Linked DNA regions of Mus musculus: regions 1 and 3 are each linked to region 2. The links are chromatin contacts, called in public Hi-C and HiChIP or PLAC-seq maps. All regions are on one chromosome and are shown on one strand. Each heading gives the region's core, a stretch centred on a gene start, on an enhancer-like site or on the middle of the called end of the contact. The rest is flanking DNA. Distances are from core to core; before and after follow the strand shown. Region 1 overlaps Btbd9 (BTB (POZ) domain containing 9). Region 2 overlaps Zfand3 (zinc finger, AN1-type domain 3). Region 3 has its middle 39 kb from the start of Gm41559.

Region 1 (4,300 bases), core at 1,747-4,246, 220 kb after region 2:
CAAAGCAAAACAGAGCTCTGACTCTGGCTCTGCTCAGCTCAGGAGGCCCATCCTGATGTTCTACTGTCAGATCCACCACGAGTCTGCTTAGGTGCTGTGAGGCTTACACACATGACTGATAACAAAGCCAGGTGTGACGATTCCTGCCTGTATCCAAGTACTTGGGAAGTCCAGGCTGAAAGTTTGTGATTTTGAGGTCAGCCTGGGGTCTATGCCATGTTTCATTAACCAGCCTGGGTGCTACAGTGAAATTGCATGCTCAGCCCCTCAAAAGTGAGATTTTGTGACCCACTTTCACTTTATCCCCTTGATGGACACTACTTCCACCCTTGGAGACTGCACAGTAGGAAAGAGATCTCTTTATACCTTTGACTCACCGACTCCATGTGAGTTAAGTTCTGCACTCTGTGCCAATCCTCTCAAGACACCATGCATACACAACTCAGACACAGTACCTTCCTCAGTGTTATCGAGCCCCTGCTGGACTGGAGGCTGAGCATGCCCTGCCCTAGTGAACCCTGCAGGGTAAACGTGTGCTTCGAGACACATGCCTCTACTCGGCTGCCACCTCTGGACTCACCTTCCACTCAAAGCTGCTCTGGCCTCTACCATAGCGCCCACCACTGTTGCCTCCCCGGCTTCAAAAACAAAGTTGGGATGAACTCTTCTCACAATCCCAACGTAATAACAGCCCTTGAGCTCCTCCCCACTCCTCACAGCCTTTTCCTTCTATTTCAGAACCCCTAAGTCACTCCAACAGTGCATCTGCTCTGCTCACACCCTCTTCCTCCTTACCCTTCATACTTTGGAAACTATAAATCTGCCAGTTCAGTTACCAACTCGCTGGGAAAACCACCAACCAAACCATCTGTACAGGCTAGTTTTGTGTCAACTTGACACAGCTGGAGTTATCACAGAGAAAGGAGCTTCAGTTGAGGAAATGCCTGCATGAGATCCAGCTGTAAGGCATTTTCTCAATTAGTGATCAAGGGGGAAAGGCCGCTTCTGGGTGGGACCATCTCTGGGCTGGTAGTCTTGGGTTCTATAAGAGAGCAGGCTGAGCAAGCCAGTAATGAACATCCCTCCGTGGCCTCTGCATCAGCTCCTGCTCCCTGACCTGTTTGAGTTCCAGTCCTGACTTCCTTGGTGATAAACAGCAGTATGGAAGTGTAAGCTGAATAAACCCTTTCCTCTCCAACTTGCTTCTTGGTCATAATGTTTGTGCAGGAATAGAAACCCTGACTAAGACACCATCTAAGCTGGCCTTGCACATACAGACCTAGAACCACACCTGCCCTCCAGTCTCCTTTCTAGGCTGCCTTGGTGCCCATCAGACTGCAGTTCCCTCTGCACACTGACAGGTTCAAGCTCCTGAAACATCTTCAGCACCTCCTTTCTTCTGTGCTCTGTAAAGCAACAACTTGCAGTGCCTACAACCATGCAGAAGGCAAGGTACAGAAGAGAAGGAAGGAAGGAGAGATGCCCTGGGCAGAGCTGGAAGCCCTAGTGTGGTCTTGGTGTTGGCCCCCGCACTTGCTGACAGCACTCTGGACACTTGACCAGGAATCAAGGCTTTTGGTGATTCTTTAAGAAGGAGTCTTACTCTGAAATGAGGAAAACTGGCTACAAATCATCACTAGAAAAGGGAAAGCCAGTCTGAGTGAAAGCTGTGTTGAGAAATGGGTGTTCAGTCACAACAGCCCAGGAGCGCGGGCGGGCCAGCCCTCGCCTGCTCTCTAATGAGGCTTGTGCTCATTTCCTGCCTTGGTTCCATCAGCCCTCCCTGCTCCCTGATTATAAATTCCACTTTGCTTTCATCTGGGTAACTTTTAGCTCCTTGTAATATAAAAGACTTAAGTGTGTCTGCGATGGCAAAGTGACATCCAGTATGGAATCCATATCACTTTCTTTTATTTCATGACCACTATTACTCATTAGACCTGCCTCCTTGAATATAATATATTACTTTCTGTGTAAATGGGAGGACAATCATATTAAAAGTCATAAATGTACCTCATTTAAATAAACTACCCAAGCTCCAATGCTCCAAAAATCATAAAACAGAATTGAAAACAAATGAATCTTTGCTTTGGGCTTAAGGCTTATGAATTAAATCAGCTATTAATCAGACTTGGAAAAACACTGGCTCTTTTCCCATGGTCGCTACTATGGAGTTATTTTAAAGGATCAATAGAGCTCACTAACCTACATGACTTTCTGGTACTTCTACTCCCTGGTTTACCTTAGAACTTATTGCTAATTACCGTGGGTCTAAGAGAATCCACACAGAAGTGACAATACACATAAATTATTCACAGGGCCATTCATCTGCAATGGACATCCCATCAGATTCAACCTTGTAAGTGTCACAGGACCAGTTATTTTTACATCAGATTGTATTTTATAGGAAATAATAAAGACGCTATAGCAGCACAATAAATCCCCACTAGCAGAAGATCTGCATTTCATTGCAACAAATGCCTCTACTCTATTAAGCAAGCACTGAAGTCTGCCTTTAATGCTTTGGAGTCAAAGGTTTCCCTGGTATTGTTTGCAAACTTGCAGGAGCCTGAGGCTGAAGGTTGATGTGAAACATTAAGGACACTTTTGCCATTGTTTGTTTGTTTGTTTGTTTCCTCCTCCTTTCCAGATTTCACACAGGAAACAGGACTCTTAGAACCAGAAGGCCTTGCTCTCATCCAGAAGGACCTTGCTCCTGGCATTTATTTTCCTCATCTAAAACATTTTCTCTTCTCGGCTGTGATCCATTGTGTCTCTGTAACAGAACCATGTTTATCATCCAAGGCTTATCACATTGCTCTTGCTGACTGTGTGGTCAGCAAAAACCAAGTTGATGAGTCTGGATGTAAGGAGTTGGCAGCCCCCGTGGCTCTAATGGATCTCAGCAGTATTAGTTTACTGAAAGAGGATCTGTACAGCCCAGGACAATTTACCATTCTGTGGACTGTGCACAGATGACACCCTTTATTGTGCAAGAGTTGAACTTTGGCTCTCTTCCTAAAGAACAGAAATTCACTCTGCAAGTATCCAGCAGTGAAGCAGCAGTGAGGAGAAGCAGCCTGGTGTGGTGGGCACAGAACACCTGGAGGACTCCCAGAGCTCATCCAGCAGCAGACAAGACAGGCCTGCTCTGCCCAGGGTGATACACAGTCATGTGCAGGAACATGGGGTGTATGAGATGGGCACTTCTCAAGGTCACTTTGATAGCCATGATCCATTACTGAAGGACAGGCTGCTGCTCTCGCCTGTGTGTCTTCCTGAAGCCATAGACTCTACTATCTGTACTCTGCATGTCAGCATACTCAAAATAATGTAGACAAGGCTAGCTCAGAAATGCACCACAGTGACTCCTGTAAGCAGCCATGGCCATTCTTTAATGCCTCCAGACCGTTCTTCCCTGCACCTAACTGTGATAAGAAACATTTGAATGTCCTTATTCCTTATGCCCCTTTTTGTCTCAATGGCTAATTTAATTTTCATAAAAATGAAGGGAAAGACTAATATAAGTTTTAGACAACAAATATAAGACCAAGAGGGATGGTTTTATGCACAGAGTAATAACACAAAAAGAAAAAGAAGTCGCAATGGCTCAACGTTAGTAAGTAGTTTCAATGAGCTGCTCCCCACCTTGCAAATCCCACGGGCATCACAGTGTACACATGGCTCTCTCCTAGATCAGCAGTCACACATGCCATCAAGGAAAAAGCATCTCTGGAGCCCTGAGTGACAGGATTTTTAGCCATACCTTCAGCATTCTCATAGCCCCACATCTAAAGTAATTAAAATTTAAATATCACCAAAATTCCTGGGAGACTCTATCTTTGTAAAAACTGCCAGTTTATCCTCTTCCAATGCAGAGTCACATTCGTTATTAAAAGATGCTAAGCCTAATCACAGGCTGATGAGGAACACTAATTTGTCACTTCCCCGGGCTATTTCTGCAGCTGTGAGGTGGGGTTTCACTGGCTTGGCGTGGACTGACATAACTCATTTTCTAAAAGTCAAACGTATTGCTATCCAGTTGGAAGAAAATCTTGCTCCATCAATCTACAGATCCTCCAAGAAAAAAAAAAAAAAAAGGCTCACATATGCTTTAAAGTATGAAACTGTAAGACCATGTCCATCCATATTTTCAAGAGCAACAAATCATTCTTTGTGTTTATTTTCTTTTTGAAAGAGAGTATGTTCTTGACTTCTTCAGCACTGACACCAAAATCACACATGGGGTGCTAAGTGCTTAGTACCCTCAAGCTGAGCCACTGAAGCACTTAGCACCCTA
Region 2 (4,412 bases), core at 1,178-3,677:
CCTCATGTGTGGTAACGGAGTCTAGCTTTCCTGTTTATTTTAGAATTATAGAAAAACAAGTTTTGCAAACGTTAGGCCCTGACCAGAAGCAAGAAGCAGCAGCTGTCTGTGGACCCTTGGTTATCACTGCCTTCCGGGGCAACGCTAGGACGCCCCGTCACCTTCTGGGGGGCGGGGAGTTCTTGAGTCTTCCTGCTTTAGTCCTCTCTGGGTGTGGGTCAGGAAGCAGGTGCTTCGTGAAATGAATGCGCCGAGCCATGCTCTGAAGCAGGCGGGCAGGGGGCAGCAGGGAAGGTACGCTGACCCAGGGGCACAAGCATTTCCAGTTTCTTGTGCCTGAGTAAAGTTGGTATCTGTCTGTCTCAAGGAGTTGAGGACTCTACTAGGTTCCATTTCAATGTGTACTAGATTCTATTTCATGTCGTTTTGGCCTCGTAACATTTCCTTTTGTGTGGAATATGGTTGTGGGAAGACACTAACCTTTGATATAGGTGTACTAATAAGATGGTATAAAAGTTTTTATATATATTGGGTTTTTCAAGACAGAGTTTCTTTGTACGGCCCTGGCTGTCCTGAAACTCACTCTGTAGACCAGGTTGGCCTCGAACTCAGAAATCCACTTGCCTCTGCCTCCCGAGTGCTGGGATTAAAGGCGTGCACCACCACGCCTGGCAAAGTTTTATATTTTATCTTATAACATGCAAAGGGCATTATTTTATCGTATTTATATAGCATTTTCTTGATAATTGACAAATAATAATACTGAAATAAATCATTTTTAATTTGTCAAAACACTGAATAAGAAAGTGTCTCCATCATACTGAACACACGTTCGTGTAGAACTTGGTGCTAAACCATTCGTAGAGGACCTTCTTCTGGGTCGAGGTTTCATACATAGCAGAGCAGCTCCCTCACTGTGATCTATTAAAAGTCAGCCCTCAACACAAGGGTTTGCAAAAAGTGGGGGGAAAAAAAAAGAAAAAAAATTGTCTAGGAGATATATACAGGAAAGAAACAGCACAGGACTGGGTGGGCTTGACCTGCTGGCCCCTCCCTGAGTCCTGGGGTGGGGGCTCTTCCTATCCATGCCTGCTCTGTGCCTGAGGGCAGGAGCTGTGTTGTCAGCTTGAATTGAACACTAATTAGAAAACCAACCTCCTTGTGTTTTTATGTCTGTTGTAAACTAAATGCAGCCCATTTCTTTTCGCTGTTGTGGTCATTTCTTTTACATCTATCCTCATTACTGATAATATATGTGCACCCACTGATTTCTGCCATTTTTAATGTGTTTTTTGTTTAGGGAGCTATTTTTTTGTGCTGCTATTTTCCTTCTGACCTCTCACCGATAGGTCTCAATCTCCCCCTCCCCTTTCTACTGATTACTCTTAAGAACATCTTTGTGTATTCAAAGTTCAGTATTAAAATCAATGTCTATCCTTATCTGAACCACAGAGGGTGTTAATATATAACTTGAAAGTTTAAATCATGCCCGTGGTTTTATGTTTGCTTTTTCATCAGCCATTCACTTCTGCACTTTGCTTTTAGTTACCACAGTGGCCTTCCTCCATGTTTCATGTGACTCTGACCCTAACATTAATGTTTTCTAGTGGTTGCTCTGATGTAAGGGCCGTAATTAACCAGTTTTCTTACCCTTTTTTCTGTAGATTTTCAAAAGAAACAACCAGATGATGATTCCACCCCAAGTACAAGTAACAGCCAATCAGATTTGTTTTCCGAAGAGACCACCAGTGACAACAACAATACCTCTGTAACCACGCCAACTCTTAGTCCCAGCCAGCAGTCGCTCCCGACAGAACTGAATGTAACTTCACCGAGTACAGAGGAATGTAAGTCTCTATCTGTGAGAGCCTTAGAGCAGCCCAGGAGCATCAGCGTGAGAGCCTTGCTCAGGAAGGCTTAACTCAGATTCTGTTTAAGACAAATGTGTGGGTGTGGAATGCTGTGCTGTGCAAGTCAGTAAGTGCAGCCACTCCAGAGAAGGTGAGGTCTTCTTAGGACTAGCCTTCCAGCGGTTATCAGCTCTGCCTTCACATTAGAACTCACTGGGGAAATTTAAAGCAATCTTTTTTATTGCATTTTTGAAAGACTTGTGCATGTAGTGCACTTGCATGGTTATCATAGAGGGCAGAGGACAGTGTGCTGGAGTCAGTTCTCTGCTTCCACCAGGATTGGAACTCGGGTCATCAGGGCTGCATGACAACATGGACATATTTCATCAGCTCTCCACCGAGGATTTAACAAACAATTTTAGTTTTTTATTATCATCCTTGAGCCTAATTTAACTCTTCAAAGAGAAGGAAGCTCAAAGATTCAGCCTTTAAAGTCTATGGAGAATTCTGCTGTACAGCAAGCATTTAGAATCACCAGTCTTGGGAACGTCAGCCTGACCTAGACTTAGATTGGACTCTTGCCTCTGCTAACTGGCCTTGACTAAGTTTACACTTAGGTAATAAAAGCACAGGCTGTGTGAAGAAAGTAGGAGATACTTTTATTCTTGTTTAATATTTTACTGCGTGCATTTGCGAATGTGTGTGTTTTGAATATGAGGATGTAAGCGAGTAGGTATGTATCGTTCTCTCCTGTTAGGCTAAGGGGCCTGGGGATTGAACCCAGTTAGCCAATCCTGTGTATAAGTGCCTAGCCATACCACTGGTCCTCTTGTTACCCTTGTATGTGATACATAGTCGTTATAATGCTACAATGATTTCTTGTGGGACACAATGTAACTCATAGTATTTGCCTCTTATGCTTTCCTTAAGGTTGGAATTTATGTTTCAAGCTTAATGGGTATTTAGAAATGTAATAGTTTAGGTTATCAAGTCTACTAATTTGGGGAAGGTTAGCAGGGAAAAAAATAATTTGTTTAATACTTTCACATGTTATTATATTCAGTTATATTGAGAATATAAAACAGAAGATCTTTAGAGAGTTTATTGTTTAGCAGGGACATTCAATTTAAATCAGAAGATGGCAAAGAGGAGTGATTATTCCCCTTTTTCCTCTCAAAGCAACGCAATGCTGAGAGACGAGAGGACTGCTAACATCTTATATTGCACAGGACAACTCTACACTGGAAGTGATCCAGCCCAGTTCTGTCCGGATGCTGGGGTTAGAAGCCGGACACATTCTGTGTATACTTAATGTTAGTAGGTCAGCGTTTGTAGTAAGTGTTATTGAAAGGCACTGGCTTACTCAGAAATGGTATTGAAGACAGAATGCTGTGAAGAGACACTTCACACATGTAGTGTGAGCTGTGGAGGAAAGCTGCCTGGAGTTTCTCTTGGGTAGTGACTTCATTCATGGAGAATGAAGTTGGAAAGTTAATGATTACCAAGCTTGAATGAATGTCCAGTCAAGCTACTGGGACTTTGAACAATAGCTGTGGTTCTAATGAAGAGACAGTGATAGTGTCACTGTCCTTTTGAAGGAGCAATCTGACAGTATTGTGAACAGGGATAGATTATAGCATTCCAGAAAAGGAGATTTTAATATTATAACTTGTTTAATGGAACTAGGAAGGGTGTGAAAATCATTTCAGAAGAGAAGAAGGATGTTAACAGTGTGTCAAGGAAGTAGATAATTTTGCTTCCTCCTTTCTAGTTTGGATGGCCTTTCCTTCCCTTACATAATTGCTTTCGCTAGGACTTATGTAGAGTGCTGTATAGAGGTAGCGTAGAGTAGAGTAGAGTAGAGAGCCTTCTTGTCTTCTTTCAGATCCTAGGGAAATGGATTCGACTTCCTCATTGGTTATGCTGTTTGCTGTGTGTTTGGCACATATGGCCTTAATTGTGTTATTGTATTATCTTTTCTATATGCCCCGTTCATCAGAGCTCTTATTGTGGAAAGTGTTTATTTCTCCTGTACTTTGGGAGTCTCATTCACTAACCCAGTTGGTCTCAAGCTCATAACAGTGCTCCTGTATGAGCCGCCCCCGAGAGCTGAGGTCCCGGGGAGAGCCGCAGTGCCTGGATAGGATGCTGAATGTTACTGTCTTGTCTTTGTCTACTGTCCCTTTTCTGCTGGTGTGATACACAGACTCACTCACTGACTTGCCAATCGTGAACCATCCTGTGTCCAGGAGCTGGGTCTTGTTCATAGTTTGTAACCATTTCCATGTGCTGTGGGGTTGAGGTCGCTTGTATTAAGAAAATGTATGGGTTGTTTTTTATCAGAGATAGTAATTTTCCTTTTTGTGTACCTGTCCTTGTCTGCTTTGGTGTTGAGGTAATATGATCTTATACATGAGTTTGAGAGAATCCTTCCCCTTTAAGTTTTTGAGGTGGATTACAAATGTTTGTTGTTGTCTTCTTTCAGAGGTTTGATAGACTATGTGATGATTCCGTCCAGTTCTTTTTTTGTTACTAAGTTTCGCTGGCTTACAGTAGGTCAGT
Region 3 (4,324 bases), core at 909-3,408, 210 kb before region 2:
GGGCCTGTCATTAGACCCTTCTCCGAGTTCAATGACACCTTCCTATACCTTGTGCCTACACCTTCCCAGCTGTAAGTCAGCCCTAGCTGCATGTGGTCTGGGATCTTGGGATGTGAAGGAGACTATATCCTGGGAGGTTAATTGCAGCAAGGGCCCATTTCACCCATGCAGCTATGGGGAGGTGGTCATCCATGCTAGGGTGGGACTTCCTGATGGTGTAGCTGTTTGGAGGTCACCTGTGACCTGTAAGCCCAGTGATATGTTGTCCCACCATGCTGACGCAATTGTTCCTTTTGTGTGTTGGGTTTGGTCGCCACAATCTGCGGTCAGCAGACATTTGTTCCCACCTCCCTTGGGAAAGTCAATGCAACAGTCAGCAATGGTGGATGTATGACGCCCAGAGGTCCATCCACATAAAACAAAGCAGTCACAGCAGCCTTGCCTCTCCATTCCTGCAAGACATAGGTGTGCAAACCTGGAACCAACACCCAGAAATCTTCATTCACCTCTGTGCAGGACAGTGCCCCAAGTGGCCTTAGATCCACCCATGCCCACTTTCTTCCACGTGACTCTCAAGAATGCACACACGCAGGATATGTTGTGTCTGCATCCTGCTGACAAGAGCAATGGCCAGGGTGTACAAAACAGCTCATTTGCAAGTCAGGAGTGAGGTCAAGTGGGGTGGGGGGGGGCACATACCTGTATATACATAGACATGTAGGTGCCGAGGATCAGGCCACACACTACTTTAATAGTGATGCTTATTTGTTATAGATAGTTGTATAACCTGCCCAGATTCAGCAGCTGTGGGCCCCTGTGGTCTGGGCAAAGTGTGATCTTCCAGCACCGTATGAGTTCTCCAGACCCTCCCAAGAGCAGATGTCCATCAGGGCTTTAGTCTCTTGTGTATTATTACCCCTGCTGTCTGTTTCCCAGGGTCTTCCTGTTATGCTGCAGGTAGGCCTTGCATAGAAGAGACCCTATCCCCCCCCCCCCCAGCTCTCCACAAAGCCACGCCTCTTTAACCCTCTGCTACCTGTCTGTGAGTAACAAACCTACTTCATGTAACTTCCTGCGAGTGTGAGCATGTGAGCATTTGTCCCAGCTGACTGAGCACATACCAGCATGCTATGGCCGCCTTTATTCCCCATCTCTGTCTGATTCTTCTCCTCTGGACCCTACAGATTTCAACACCCAGCCAAACTACCCTCCATTCTGAAAATAATGATGCTCGATATCTACCTCAGACCTCCACAAAGGAGCTCATTAAACTTCCGGACAGCCCCAAGAGGCAGAGACTCTGATTACCCATGCCTCATTTTACAGGGAGATCGCTACTGTTTCAGGAGCTGTTTTAAAGAGATACCAGTACTAACAAGAGTGGTTACAGAGAATTGGGGAGACATCGGGTGACGTGTAGAAAGTGGGCGGCGAGCTCATAAGAGCTCATTATCCCAATGGTTTCTGCCCACGTGGGAAATTTTTCTTAATTAAAGGTAAATTTGTGAAAATAAATAAATAAAGAGTCAGATTCTGGTCCAGTGGATGCGCTCACTTGGAGGATAGTTTCATCTCTCTAGGATTAAATGAGGTAATTTATGTAAAGAATGGAGCAATTTCTCTGCTGGGGATGTGTGTATGGCTTAGGGGTTCAGTGCTTGCCTGGATTATGCAGAGCCCTGGGTTTCATCCCTGGAACCATAAAAACATAAACTGGGCATAATGGTGCACACCTTTAGCCCCAGCACTTGGGAAGCAGAGGCAATCGGATCTCTGAGTTCAAGGCCAGCCTGGTCTAGAGAGTGAGTTCCAGGATAGTTAGGGCTACACACAGAAACTGTGTCAATAAAACAAAACAACAAAGACATAAACAAATAAACAAACTGAAAGTGACTGGTTCGCTATTGTTGATGCTGTTGTTATTATTATTACTACTACCGTGTAAAGCATGTCTGTCCTGGACTGGCACCCCAAGGTCTCTCTGTTCAGATCCCCCCGCCCCGCCCCCATGGGCCAGCTCCATTCCAGAGGCACCCCAACCTGTCTCACCTGTACCGGGGAGCCACCCCAGCACAAATATCCGCCTCCCTACAGTAAGCACTCCGTCTGGATCAGCCAGACACAGAACTGTGCCAGTCACCTACACCACTTGCCCCAGACACTGGGGCGGAGGCTCCCCTGCCAGTCCCGCCTGCCACTCCCAGCCGCCCACGGCAGAGGGCGGCCTCCCCGGCTCTAATTTTAACCCCGAGGAAGGTGCCAATCGCTCATTTTCAAAGCTGTTTCAAAGTGACTCTGATAAGCAAATTGCTGGCAGCCCTGGCGGGTGATTATTCCTGCATTAATCAGGGGGAAATTATGCCAGTTACTGATTAACTAATTACGGCAATCAGATCGGCTGGGAGAGCAGGGCAGAGGGAGCGGGCCAAGGTAAACAACCCGGAAAGGTGAGGCAGGCTCTCCCTGGGCTGGAGACAGGACAGGGACAAGCCACCTCTTCTCCTTCAACTACTACCCTAGTACTCCCGCCAGGTAGTCCCTGAGGCAGAAGCTGGGTGACTAGTTCAGTGAAGGAAGCCAGGCCCATGAAGGAGAAGTTATGTTTTCCATGGGTGTGTCTCCATCTCCCATAGAATGTGTGTTCTATAGGCTCTGGCCTTCAGGAGGCCATGTCTGATGGAGGAAGGTTTGGGGTGAAGAGGCGCGAGCACCAGCCCATCTATAGAAGAGGCTGCACGCTGTGAAGACCTCTCTTCACTGGCTCCCTCCCCACCCTACATGGAGGGACCCAAGAGAAGGAGCTCAGCCGTCTCCCCCCTCCCCGCAACCTCACAATCCCAGTGTTGAGGTGAGGCCTAGTGGGTGCTCCACAACCTTTGGTGTTAACCTCCTGCCCTCCTGCTTCCAGATGGCTCATCTGTGTGATGGGGGGAGAGGGGCAGGCATGTCTCCGGCTAGAGCCTGCTCAACAGCATTCTGACTGCCCACTCAGCCCATTCCTATGCCCCTGAATGAGAGAGGCTGGGCACTACAGAAGCCTAGGGGCACTTCCAGTGGCCTAATTTGGGAGAGCTATGGGGGGTGAGGTGAGGTTGCTCTCTGACTCCTCAGGAGGGTAGGACGAGACCTGGTACTGCTCTTCACAGTGGGTTGTACAGGGTCCCCACGCTCAGGTGTGAATCTCCCTCCTCCAGTAACACTCCTAAGCATGCTCCCCTGCTCTTTGGTGCGGGGAGGGCTGTCCAGCTCTGGGAATGGTGCCCCTAATAAAAGGTATTCACTTTTCCGGTGTTTGGCAGTCACCAGCTCCCTGTTCTTGTGGCCAGGTAGATACAGCAGCAGGCTGAATTCCAGGAAGTAAGCCTGCTGGGGGCCAAAGGAGTGAGCTCTTTGACCAAATGGGACCTTTGGGTCTGGGCGAGCTGTAAGCCTCGAAGGCAGGATGGGCTGCTCCTATTTGAATGATTTTGCAGATTGGAAAAGGCCTTCCGTTCCTCACCCCCTCCTCCTCCTCCCCTTCCTCCTTCTCTCCTTCCTCCCTTTCTCCCATCCTCCTCTCCTTCCATTCTTCCCCCTCCTCCTCTTTCCTTCCTTCCTTCCTTCCTTCCTTCCTTCCTTCCTTCCCTCCTTCCTTCCTTCCTTCCCTCTTCTTCCTCTTTCTTCCCTTCCTCCTCTCTTTCCTTTCCTCTTTCTCTCCCTCTTCCCCCTCCTAGCTCTTCTTCTCTTTCTCCTTCCCCTCCTTCCTCCCTCTCTTCCATCCTCCTACCCTTCCTCCTCTTTGTCCTTTTATGCTCCTCTCCCATCTCCCCTCCCACTCCTCTTTCTTTCCTTCCTTCCTTCCCTCTTCTTCCTCTCTTTCCTCCTTTCCCCCTCTTCTTCCTTTCATTCTCCCCTCCCTCATCCTCTTCCTATCTCTTCTCCTTCTCTTCTTCCTCCTTTTCGCCCTCCCTCTCTTCTCTCTTCTTCCAGTCTTCCCCTTCCTCCCCTCCTCTTTCTCTTTACAAAGATAAGCATTGTTTAAAACAACGTTTTTATTCATTCTCTGAGAATGCCACATAACGTATCTTAAGCATGTTCTCACGCTCCCTTCTGCCTACACAGAGAGATCTCCATGGCTGCTAGCAGAAGAGGCGCACACAGTGTGCACAGTGAAGCGGGTCTTGGTTCCTCGAACATAGGATGCTGAAGGCACCAAAGATCCAGCCTTCTGCCAATTCCCAGATCATCAAACCCTAACCAGCCTTTTGGCCCCGGGAGGATGTCCTTTACCCTGGGACCTGTCTCCAGCTCTAAGTGGGCCATAGAGCATTGGCTATTTGACCCA

The links. A called contact is a pair of places that touch in the nucleus more often than the background predicts. HiChIP or PLAC-seq counts read pairs in DNA pulled down with a chosen protein or histone mark.
Region 1: a contact with region 2 is called in a Hi-C map of liver, with 2.0 times the contacts expected there. The contact joins two enhancer-like sites. A contact is called at or near these places in 1 of 484 Hi-C or Micro-C datasets (liver), 1 of 115 datasets of contacts at active chromatin or transcription factors (memory CD8 T cells) and 3 of 9 other capture datasets (adipose tissue, embryonic stem cells and embryonic trunk).
Region 3: a contact with region 2 is called in an HNF4G HiChIP or PLAC-seq map of pancreatic cancer cells. The contact joins two enhancer-like sites. A contact is called at or near these places in 2 of 484 Hi-C or Micro-C datasets (liver and nephron progenitors), 1 of 115 datasets of contacts at active chromatin or transcription factors (pancreatic cancer cells) and 1 of 9 other capture datasets (adipose tissue).

The regions. Positions count from the first base shown.
Region 1 is chr17:30,357,850-30,362,149 of GRCm38.p6, forward strand. The region is part of intron 6 of Btbd9 (BTB (POZ) domain containing 9); the gene reads right to left. Among named protein-coding and RNA genes, the nearest start is that of Btbd9, 220 kb to the right of the region's middle. Within about 2 kb of position 2,997, at least 22 of the 459 cell types and tissues checked have an H3K27ac peak or open chromatin away from gene starts, as enhancers often do. A contact at or near this core is called in liver, where this site is marked.
Region 2 is chr17:30,133,659-30,138,070 of GRCm38.p6, forward strand. It overlaps Zfand3 (zinc finger, AN1-type domain 3), which reads left to right. Exons shown (of 6, transcript NM_001356265.1): 3 at 1,665-1,847. Among named protein-coding and RNA genes, the nearest start is that of Zfand3, 130 kb to the left of the region's middle. Within about 2 kb of position 2,428, at least 43 of the 459 cell types and tissues checked have an H3K27ac peak or open chromatin away from gene starts, as enhancers often do. A contact at or near this core is called in liver and pancreatic cancer cells, where this site is marked.
Region 3 is chr17:29,926,728-29,931,051 of GRCm38.p6, forward strand. No RefSeq gene overlaps it. Among named protein-coding and RNA genes, the nearest start is that of Gm41559, 39 kb to the left of the region's middle. Within about 2 kb of position 2,159, at least 37 of the 459 cell types and tissues checked have an H3K27ac peak or open chromatin away from gene starts, as enhancers often do. A contact at or near this core is called in liver and pancreatic cancer cells, where this site is marked.